3 separate regions of the Mus musculus genome follow, and all the other regions are linked to region 1. Evidence: chromatin contacts called from public HiChIP or PLAC-seq data. All regions are on one chromosome and are shown on one strand. Each heading gives the region's core, a stretch centred on a gene start, on an enhancer-like site or on the middle of the called end of the contact. The rest is flanking DNA. Distances are from core to core; before and after follow the strand shown. Region 1 holds the start of Anapc1 (anaphase promoting complex subunit 1). Region 2 overlaps F830045P16Rik (RIKEN cDNA F830045P16 gene). Region 3 holds the start of Ckap2l (cytoskeleton associated protein 2-like).

Region 1 (3,395 bases), core at 246-2,745:
ATCTCTTTTGCTTTGCTTGGGCTTCTCTCTTTTCTTTCTCTCTTGTCCCCTTTTCCTCCTCAATCCTCTCATGGCCTGGTCTATTCTGCTGCTTGTGTTCAGTCCAGACTCTTCCAGGAACCTCTGGCTGTTCTCTCCCTCATATTCTGAGACCCCGACTTAGAGCGTTTCTCCCTGGGAGGTAAAGCCCCTAAAACATTCCCCCAAGTTTGTTTTCCCTGATCTCTAAAAATACAGCTGGAAAGAAGCTCTTTGTTCTCTATAGCCAGCAAAAAGCCATTTTGTTTCTATACCTTACAACCAGAGATGCGATAATTGTAATTTTACCAAGGACACCCGGCAGAGAAGAGCTGTAGCCCAACTCCTCCCAATTCCTCAATATCTACAATAAAAACCTCCTCAACCATATCTAGGAGTGGTCACGTCCTTGTTTTCATTCACCGACCAGTTTGTTCCCTATCGGTTTGGGTTTCTAAGTACGGCCTCTTCAGAAGGCAATCCCCATCTCCCTCATCCTAGGCTGGCAGTGGCAGAAGATATCATAGACTCAAGGAGAATGACAATGGCTTGGTTGCTCAGAACACAGTGGAGAGTGGGGTATCCTAGTCCAAGTGACTCCTGGTAGGGTTGATGGGGTTGTAGACAAACTGTGTGATGGGGCAAGAGGTAGAGGGTAGAGAATGGAAGCAGTGAGATTGACAGGCCACTTACGTGTGCTCCTTGTTGGGTTTTCTTCTGTTTGTTCTTCCAGATAGCCTAGTGTGTGATAGAAAGGCCTTTGTAGGATAGGGAGGTTTTGCGGGGAGGAATCAAGAGGTCGGAGCAGAGCATGTGGAATATGTGTTAATTTGACTGTTTTTGATTATCCAGGCAAGCGAATTTCAGCTAAGCAGGCATTCCGCTCACCAAGTTCTAAGAGCAAGCCTTCCTGTTGCAGTGCAGCTTCAAGCTCTGAAGGATGGCGTTCCAAGAAAAGGGATGAGAATGAACTAAAATAAATGTGTATCACAATAGACAATTACAGTGAAGTTATCAAATTCCAACAAACTGAATTTTGGAGCAAAGAAATGGACTGGAACTCTTTATTCTTTAGGCTATGATAGGCCTCACCATTTTTTTTTTTTTTTTTTTTTTTTTCTTAGCGATGACGAACAGTTAACGGACTAAAGCCCATCTTGGGTGGGGGTGTGTGATTTCCGGGTAGAGAATTTTCCATGCAATCCTGAGAAAATGAGTGGTCTCCCTTCCGCTCCCATTCATCAGCCAGGAGGCACACATCCCCTTTTGAGATGAGAAGGAAACTCAACCAGCTGGGAAAAAAAATTACCTAACTTAGCTCAATTGAGAAGGTAGTTCAGGATCTTAGAGATTTGGTTTGTTAAAGAGGTAACGTCGTTAAGTGACCGCCTTCGCTATAGGCACTTGCACAGACACCTTTTTCAACTGCGCAGGCGCTAGGTCCTCTCCGCTGCCGCGCGTCCCCAGCCTGGCTCTGCCCTGGCGCGAGGCAGGTCGGGAAATCCAAGATGGCTCCAGCCATTTGAGTTGTTCGCAAGTCTTTGGTGTCCCGCTGCCGCCCATTCTTCCTCCGGCATCCGGGAGGGAAAAGGGATGAGAAACTGGGGCGGTGAGGAGTCATCGTGACGGTCCTGTCGCTGCTCTCGGGCCTTCGCGGCCCTTGTGCCTCCGGGGAGCAGCCGGGGCTCGCAAGCGCCTGACGCGTCCCGAGTTATTCAGGTGCGGGCCGGGCCGGGTCGGGCCGGGCCGGGTCGCGCATCGCTGCGACTTGGTGTTGGAATTTCGCTGCACCGGGTGCCCCAAGGGCTGAGCGCCCCGGGGCTGGCCTTGAGCTCCTGCTGGGGTGAGAGGAACCCCAGTATCAGACTGGGCTTTCCGGGTTGGCCCGACGCGCCATGAGCCGATGCTCCGGCCGCTACGCCGTGGCGCGGTTCACTCAAAAGCACGGAAAGCCTGTTTTTGTAGAGACCCAGCTCAGGGTCCCGCTGTTTGCATATGTTCCTAGTAACCAGTAATGACAGTTTTATTTCTAGCATGTCAACTCAATGCTTTTATGTGGCCTGTAACGAATAACACGTTTAACAACTTTTGGAGAACTGTAAAAGTATTAAGTATGATGTCTTTGGGTTAAAAGGCATCTAACTGAGAAAATGATGCTATAAAAAGTTATCCTGTAGGTTCGTTTTAAGCTAAAAGGGAATGACATTGCATGTTTGCATGAGGAAACGTCGGGTAAAGTTGCAAGTTCTTTAATGTTGACTGCTTTGTTGAATAGAATTTGGAAAGGCCAGCCACATTTTGATAAGCCCCTACTTTTCATAAGGCATATGTGTTTTTCAAGTTCTGTTCTCAATATTGATTTTATTTCTAGGAGGTGAAAAAGAAACTTGGGCCTGTTTTTTGGCGTAATCATTTCAGGAATGACGTTTAAGTCACAGCAAGGAAGATTTTGTAGCTATAGAGGGCTTCGTATAAACTAGAGGCTTTCAGATTGTTAAAAAAAATGATGCCAACAAGACTTTAGATGAGAGCTTCAAGTCAAATTTAGTTAGCAGTTGTTATTCTTAAGTGCCATTTCAAACACTGAGGGTTATAGTGCTGCTAACAAATGCTGTTGTAGAGGTTTCCTCAGAGACAAAAAGGCACATACTATGCCACAGAATGTTTGAATGTTAGTTATCTTTACATGCCGTGTGTCGAAATGTCTGTGAGGTGGATCCCCATGTTTCTGACCTAGCTCCACTCGGGTCTCTGTAGTAATAACTTAGTTTTGACTAGAAGGCTGACAAGAATGCGTTTGGATTCACACAGAAATAATGTTCATATTTGGAACCCATGTCGAACTTCTCTGAAGAAAGGGCAACGATGATTGCAGCCGGGGATTTGCAGGAATTTGTTCCTTTTGGCCGAGACCACTGCAAGCACCACCCTAACGCTCTGAACCTTCAGCTTCGTCAGCTGCAGCCAGCCTCTGAGTTATGGTCTTCTGATGGTGCAGCTGGCTTGGTGGGATCTCTTCAGGAGGTTACAATCCATGAGAAACAGAAGGTTTTATTAAGATTCTCATCATACTTTTGAAATTTAGAATGAATACCGTGCTAATATAAAGCTGCCTATATGCATGTGAGAAATAAGTGTATGTTGGCACTTGGTTAAAAGCTAATGTTTGGTCATTTCAGTCAGTGCTGAAATATGGTGCTGCCTACATAGGCATGCTGTGTAACTTGTAATGAGAGTTGAGTACTTTAATCATGGCTCATTTTAAACTTTATCCTCACTTCAGATGTGGGTAATCAGGTTTTATACTCTTTGGTGACTAAATGCCAGAGGTTAGAAGTGGTACCTGCAACACATGTTTCTAGAAGAGGGTTGATGTC
Region 2 (3,395 bases), core at 615-3,114, 780 kb before region 1:
TCTGATCACACGTGTCTTATTTATATCATTGTTAATATTTTAATATTTCTATAGTTGGTGGCATAAGACATGTAATCTCAGCTCCTTGGTAAGTCTAGGCAGTATATAACAACCTCTAGACCTGTGAGGATTAAGATTGAGTTCGAGGCTAGCCGTAACAATTTAGTGAAATAAAATAAAACTAAACAAAACAAAATAAGTGAAAGAGAGCCGAGGATGCACTTCAGTGGTGGAGTGCTTGTCTTCTATAAATAAGGTCCTGAGCTCTGGGAAACATTCAGTATTGAGTAATTTACTCAATGAATAATGAACAGCTAATGTGCCAGGCACTGCTACAGGTGCTGTGCTTGGAGAGTACCTGGTCCTGTGGGGCAATTCACCTTAATAATTCTTGCAATTATATATCATGATATGGAATATTGAAAACTCAGATCAGATTAGATACCCATGTGTCTCCAGCTATGTTTCATGAGTATTTATTCTTGTCCCTATTTGTCTTGCACCAAACATATAGAAATTGTTCATTTAAAAAAACAAGTGACCTCATGATCTCTCTTCACTCATGAACTCAGAGTAACTAACTGTTCAGGAATTGCACAAGTTGAAGCCACTTGACATTCAAGGATGAAGGTCCTCAGAAGGTCCTGCCCCATAGCTGTAGAGATCCTGACAGCTTGATTCTGAAGAAATGAGAGTGAGTTTTCTTGAAGGGCATGGGCCTGATAGGTCAAGCATGTTCCAGTGTCCCACATCCATGAGGATGTAGGCAGCACAAATTAGACTGGCTGGATTATAAGACAAGAAAAGGGGGGCTGAAGAAATATCGTAGTGGAGGCAGAAGGATATGATGTTCAGGATCATCCTGTCTATATAATGAGTCCAAGATCACCTTGAAATTCTTAGGATTCCACCAACCAGCCAACCAATCAATCAATCAATCAAAAATCAATCAATCAATCAATCAATCTGAGTGACCCTGAGACAGGTGGATAAGTCAATGCCAAGATTTTTCCCTAGGCTTACTTATTGTTCCTGTCTAGTTATCCCAACACTGAAGATCACCACTGAAGACCCAGAGATCCAAGATCATGTGCATCAAAAAGTGAACCTGACTTGCCATGTAAACCACTTCTATCCCCAAAACATGGACCTCATCTGGACTAAGAATGGGCACAAGATCCCGACCATGGAACTTCCTCAGACCACCAGAAACTCTGATGGGACTTACTCTCTACAGCACACATTACAGGTAGATGCCATATTGAATAAGACTGACTTTGTCTGCTGGGTGATCCAGGATGACCAGCCTCCAGTTAAGAACAGCATCACCCTGGGAGCTCCCAGGAAGATCAGAGGTAAGTGCCTTGTTTCCTTCATGTCCTCAGGGCATTGTGGCTAAAGGGCTAGAGACTCGGGAACCCCTAATGAACGTGGAGAAAGGAAGCCCCTTCCCAGAGAGGATGCTCTTGAAGAGCCACTCCCACTGTATGCCCCTTCTTTCAGATACTTCCACCAAGAAATGACTCTCCTTTGCTGCCCTCATTATATTGCAAAATTTTCTCCTTAACCCTTGGTTGCAAGAAATTACCACAGTTAAGCTGGGCTCCAAATAATTTCTGGGAAGGCAATTAATCAAGACAGTGAATTCAGCTGGATGTTTCTAGAAATCAACTTTGAAGAGACCCAGAATTACTGACCCCCTGAGCCAGGAAAAAGAGTCACACAAGATAGGTGTGACACCCTCTTGTCACCTCTTTCTTTCTCCTCATTTTACTTTTTTTTTTTTCTATGCACACATGGTCCTGATGGTAATTTCTTCTGTTTCTACTCTATTTCACACGTTCGTGATTCGTAGTATTTCTCCCACAAGAGGGCACTGTGACATTGCAATCCAGAACTTCCTTGTTTCTGGGATCCAGAGAAACATACTTCATACTCTGACACGTTTATGCAGGTGTGCAGTCAGAGACAGATAGAGTAATAGGTAAGGCATAGACAAGCCAGGGGTAAGGCAGCATGTGGGCTTGCTGGGCAGCCCATTCTCATAGCAAGCTTCCACCTTGATTTCTATCTCGACCTATGGCAGAACCAGCCTTTTTCTGGTTGCTGTAAGAATTCTCAGAGGTAATAATCTCACTCACCTTTACATTTCTTTGGGTCCCATTTCTGTTGTCCAATAGAAATAAGAGAACTATCCATCCAATGGGACACACAGACCTGGGTGCTAAACTCCAAATGGATGGGTGCCTTTTGATGGGAAGCAAGTTGCATCATTTTTACAATTTTTTTTATCTTATTTCTATTGTAAGTGTATACATGACTGCTGCGTTAACTTCATTTCCACTCCGCACCCCTCCCCCAGCTCCTCCTACATCCCCCATTCCCCTTCAACTTCACGATCTCTTTGTGACCATCATATATGTATGCATACTTATATAAATGTGACTTGCTAATTAGTTCATACTGTGGATTTCCTTTTCTGTCTTATTTTTCCCCTACACCTGCACTCAATATATCTAACTGTCACTTGAAGGTGGACCTCATGACAGCATGGCATCAACAGTGACAGACACCACAGGGTCTGCTAGGGTCTCTCTCTCTCTCTGTCTCTGTCTCTGTCTCTCTCTGTCTCTCTCTCTGTCTCTGTCTCTCTCTCTCTCTGTCTCTCTCTCTCCATCAAGGCCTTTTTCTATTTAATGTTAACATATCTTTGTAGCTATGGCAAGCTTTCCCAAATCCCTTTACTCAACACCCTGGCTCCTAAGTATATCTACTCACATGCCTGTTCTGTTTGGTTAGTATCCTCAGAGAACCTAATGCATATTAGCTATGGAGCACTTACTGCATATCAGCCATGGAGCACTTACTGCATATCACCCACATAGCATTAACTGCATATCAGCAGCCATGGAGCACTTACTGCATATCAGCCATGGAGCACTTACTGGGTAGAAGTGTTTCCACTGATTGTTATCTCACACTTTGAGAGCTGGAAGGTGGCACGGGCTCTGATATGAGTGACAGCCAGCAGCACTAGACTTACAATGCAGCTGTCAGATTACAAACTAAACATGGTGTTTCTGTATGTCTCTCTTTGTCACCTGAGAATGTAGACCTTAGCATTGTCACAAAACGCTTCTCAAATCCTATTGGAAGGTATTTACTTTTCTTGAAATATCATATCTGTCTATACTATTCAGCACCCACAATCAAATACTTAAAACTTCGGTGATGGCTGAGAGCCCAGGCCTGTGGCTTTATAGTGTAGGCTCCTCTTCTGCATGCCTCCCTCCCCAGCTCTTGGAGGAAGAACAGGCTTATGTTTGAATTTGGCCAGATTTTGCAGTTGAATGGGTCAGTGTCAAACTGAAGGATAAGTGTGGCCAATGCTTGTC
Region 3 (3,395 bases), core at 364-2,863, 610 kb before region 1:
ACCAAAACCAAGTAGTGGTTTTAGAGACAATACAGCAGGTTAGAAGCTGCTTTCCTGTGACCTAATGAAAAAGAAAGTCAGAATCAGGAGTAATAGACTCTATTTTAGAAAGTGGGGTTGGAAATTCACAGAAACAATAATTGAACACCTGAAATGTGCAGTAACCCTTCACCCAAATTCTTGTACATAGCCCCGATAAGACGTGTTGAGCTTTGGTGGTATCCAAGCTTTTGTCTGTCTGCAGTAAGTAGCCATGTGTTACATCTCCTCAGGGAAAGTCTTGTCACACAAGTGGATGTCGGGATGTCAGACCCTATGGAGCTAGAGTTACAGGCAGATGTGTTATGTAATATGGGTGCTGGGAACCAACTCTGGTGGCCTGCCAGAGCACTGCATGCTCCTTACCCCAGCCATCTCAGCGCTTTTTATCATATTAAAAAACAAAAACAAAAGCAAAAACTTTTGTGATTTTTTTTTTATTCTCCTTCACTCACCTGATAATGTTTAGGTATGCCAGTGATAACCTTTTCCTTCTCTTTCCTTCATGATTTTTTTTTTCTTTCTAGCAGGCCTTTGTTAGCATTTTAACTTTACCTTGTAGATGTTTTTCTGTTTAAATAAACTATTATGTTTCCATGTTTTATTTCCATTCTTAAATTTATATAATTCTGTTCTTTACATTTTCTATTAGGAAATCTTTGTTATTCTTTTAAAAACTCTTCTAACCCCTTGCCCTTTTCTCTTCCCACCATAACATCCTTCTCCAATAAATATCTTTTACGAGATTTGCTGCCTCATATGACTTTCGCGTTGGAAGAAGCCAAGAAGCAATTGACAGAGGAAGGGAAGAAACAAAGAAGTGGAGCGGGGCAGAGGCTCCTGAGCTCCTGGGCTGAGCTGGAGATACCCTCCCCTGGGAACTGCACTGCCTCAGCTGACGAGGCTTCCTCTCAAAGCTGTGTGGTTCCCCGGCTCTGATGTCTCAGGGTGTCCTTCCACAGGAATACCTTCTGACCCTCAGAGCTCTGTGGTTTCTGGGTTTCCGAGTCTCAGGGTGCCTTTCCAAGGGGACACTGTCCCACCTCAGAGCTGTGTGGCTCCTGAGCTCCTGTGTCTTAGGATGCCCTTCCCTTGAGACACTTTTGACAGATTGCGCCATTTTGACAGCTCCCGCGAGCTGCTCAGGGACTACACGGAGTTATGTTGTTTCTGTCCGGTATTCGGCTACAAGAATGAGAACAATAACTGATACGGACCATTTTCGTTTGGCATGCTATTATTTGCAGCCAAAGCCAGCCTAACTGATAGCACAGAGACTTAGGCTCCGGCTTGTTTCTCCCCGTTTCTTCAACTGTCACAACCGTCCTTAACCCAAATTTGGCTACAATTAGAGCCACTCCTCCGCCAGCCAGCATCACCCACCAGCTCCCACCTCAGAGGCACCGCTGCGGAAGTGACCTAGCCATAGGGCGGGCCTTCTCAGAAACTCTCCAATCGCAGAGCCTCAGGGGAGGTCCCCAGTGGGAATCGCCGAATGTCCATTTCCTGTTATCCCGCCCTCTCCGTCTTTTTATTGGCGAATTTCAAAGTCGCGGAAGCCAATAGGAGCGTCCAGACGGGCGCCCGGTTCTCGTACTAGAACAAGGCGCGCCCTTTGAAGGAAGAAACTGTCGCCGTAGAGCCATGGTGGGGCCCGGCCCCACTGCCAGCGCAGCCGCGGGTAAGTGTGGTCGGCAGCCTCCAGAAGCTGCCAGGCCTCCCCCGCCTGCTTCAGTCTCCCCCGAGCTCAGTTAGGTTAAGGACGCTGGACCCGGGCCACGGCGAGGAGCGGCGCGCTCCGTTGCCGCAGGGGGACACCCCTGCATTGCTAGTTATGGCCAGAACTTTGACAGCAGTCAGGTGGCAGGTTCGGCCCCAGTCCGAGTCTCTGCAGGTTCACTGATAAAATGTGCGCTGTCTGGAGGTTGATTGATAAACTGTGGGCTGAGGCTTAAGGATGCTGTGAACCCTGGCCTCCGAGGGACCTGGAGCCCTTTCTACCTCTCCAGTATGCCCCTCCCCCGTGTCACCTTTGAGATGCACACTCTGTCCTCACTTATGGGCCTGCGGTTCTGCGCACCGTCCTAGGCACACAATTTGTAACTCAAGGGTTAAAAAAAAAAGTCTTGATTCCAAATCCTGGCTTTGCTGCACATTAGTGGGTAAATTTAAGCCTGTCACTTCATCTGAGTTTCAAACAGCCAAATACCTCATAGGATTGATGGTTAGTGTAAACAGCTTAGTAAAGAGCTTGGCACCAGGCTGATACCGTTGGTATTGAAAGCAAGCATAACAGGACTGGTGACTTTATCAAAGCCAAAATAGCTACAGGGAAGTATCATATTTAAAGATATAAAGGGTTTTCTGTAATGTTTTTGGTGTTTGCTCGTGTCCATGTTTTACAGAAGAACGGTGGCAGAAGCTCCAGGAGTACCTGGCAGCCAAGGGAAAGCTAAAGGACCCCAACGCCAAGTGAGTTTACCTTCCCATAGTTACACTGGCTTTGTTGCCCCGGTTGCTAACAGCAATGAACGGACCAGCCCTTCTGTTTCCAGTCTGTTTGACTTGCATCATGGTGAATCCTGTAATAACAAAAGGAGCATTTCAGTCCTTGATTTCAGGCATGACTTAAAAAACAAAACAAAACAAAAAACCAGCAACCCCTAGGCAGTGCTGTCTATTGGCAGAAATTTAAGCATTTTTTTTCCTAACAGTCTCCAAAGGAAGGAAGGCTCTACACTACACTGTTACCCACATCTCTGGAAGCTCTTCTGGTTCCTTCTTTCTCCTGGGAAAGTTGGTTCCCAGCAGCGCAGATTTTGATCAAGAAACTGGAGGGCATTTCTATGGTGTGTGCTTACGAAGACAGGAGAGTTGGTTATGGTCAGTCCACAACAGTGGCATGCCAGCGTCCTCCCAACTTGTCCTTTGGTGTTCCCTGGGCATGTATTTGAGGTGGACAGAACATCCTTTGCTTTTCTCAGCACTGTACCATCTTTGCCCTGTTATTTCTCTCTCTTGCTTAGCAGGGTGTATTTGCCTCCCACTTGAGTAGCTCGGTTGGTGTGTGTATGCCAGAGGGGGATTTTGGGTGTCTTGCTCTAACGCTGTCCACCTTATTCCCATAAGACCGGATTGCTCACTGAACCCGAAGCTCACTGCTTAGGTTAAGCAGGCTGGCCAGCACTCTCTCTCCCATGATCCACTCATCCCTGTCCCCTAGTGCCTAGGGTTAGAGGGATACTCACCGTGCCTGATTTAATGTGGATGCCGGAGATCTTCCTAGCCCAGGTCATTTTACCTTGGGTTTTTCTCACCTCTACTTCCTGGATTAAATGAACCAAAATTGTTTTCTC

What was found. HiChIP or PLAC-seq counts read pairs in DNA pulled down with a chosen protein or histone mark.
Region 2: a contact with region 1 is called in an H3K4me3 HiChIP or PLAC-seq map of bone marrow-derived macrophages, with 5 times the contacts expected there. The contact joins the enhancer-like site here to the promoter of Anapc1 in region 1. A contact is called at or near these places in 2 of 39 promoter capture datasets (the 3T3-L1 cell line and the C10 cell line), 1 of 15 datasets of contacts at CTCF or cohesin (large pre-B cells), 2 of 484 Hi-C or Micro-C datasets (both in cortical neurons) and 2 of 115 datasets of contacts at active chromatin or transcription factors (bone marrow-derived macrophages and embryonic stem cells).
Region 3: an H3K27ac HiChIP or PLAC-seq map of epiblast stem cells shows a contact between it and region 1. The contact joins the promoter of Ckap2l here to the promoter of Anapc1 in region 1. A contact is called at or near these places in 1 of 39 promoter capture datasets (embryonic stem cells), 3 of 484 Hi-C or Micro-C datasets (CD4 T cells, embryonic stem cells and neural progenitor cells), 3 of 115 datasets of contacts at active chromatin or transcription factors (astrocytes, epiblast stem cells and large pre-B cells) and 1 of 9 other capture datasets (embryonic stem cells).

What each region holds. Positions count from the first base shown.
Region 1 is chr2:128,685,495-128,688,889 of GRCm38.p6, reverse strand. It overlaps Anapc1 (anaphase promoting complex subunit 1), which reads left to right and starts at 1,495. Exons shown (of 48, transcript NM_008569.2): 1 at 1,495-1,737; 2 at 2,830-3,066. The coding sequence starts at 2,854. It overlaps Gm39931 (a long non-coding RNA gene), which reads left to right. Exons shown (of 5, transcript XR_001783466.2): 5 at 871-1,073.
Region 2 is chr2:129,470,595-129,473,989 of GRCm38.p6, reverse strand. It overlaps F830045P16Rik (RIKEN cDNA F830045P16 gene), which reads left to right. Exons shown (of 7, transcript NM_177653.3): 3 at 1,041-1,355. Among named protein-coding and RNA genes, the nearest start is that of Gm14040, 44 kb to the left of the region's middle. Within about 2 kb of position 1,864, at least 1 of the 459 cell types and tissues checked has an H3K27ac peak or open chromatin away from gene starts, as enhancers often do. A contact at or near this core is called in bone marrow-derived macrophages, where this site is marked.
Region 3 is chr2:129,295,430-129,298,824 of GRCm38.p6, reverse strand. Ckap2l (cytoskeleton associated protein 2-like) reads left to right here and starts at 1,613. Exons shown (of 9, transcript NM_181589.3): 1 at 1,613-1,720; 2 at 2,445-2,511. The coding sequence starts at 1,684. It overlaps Gm14023 (predicted gene 14023), which reads right to left and starts at 1,455. Exons shown (of 5, transcript NR_040371.1): 1 at 1,423-1,455; 2 at 1-61.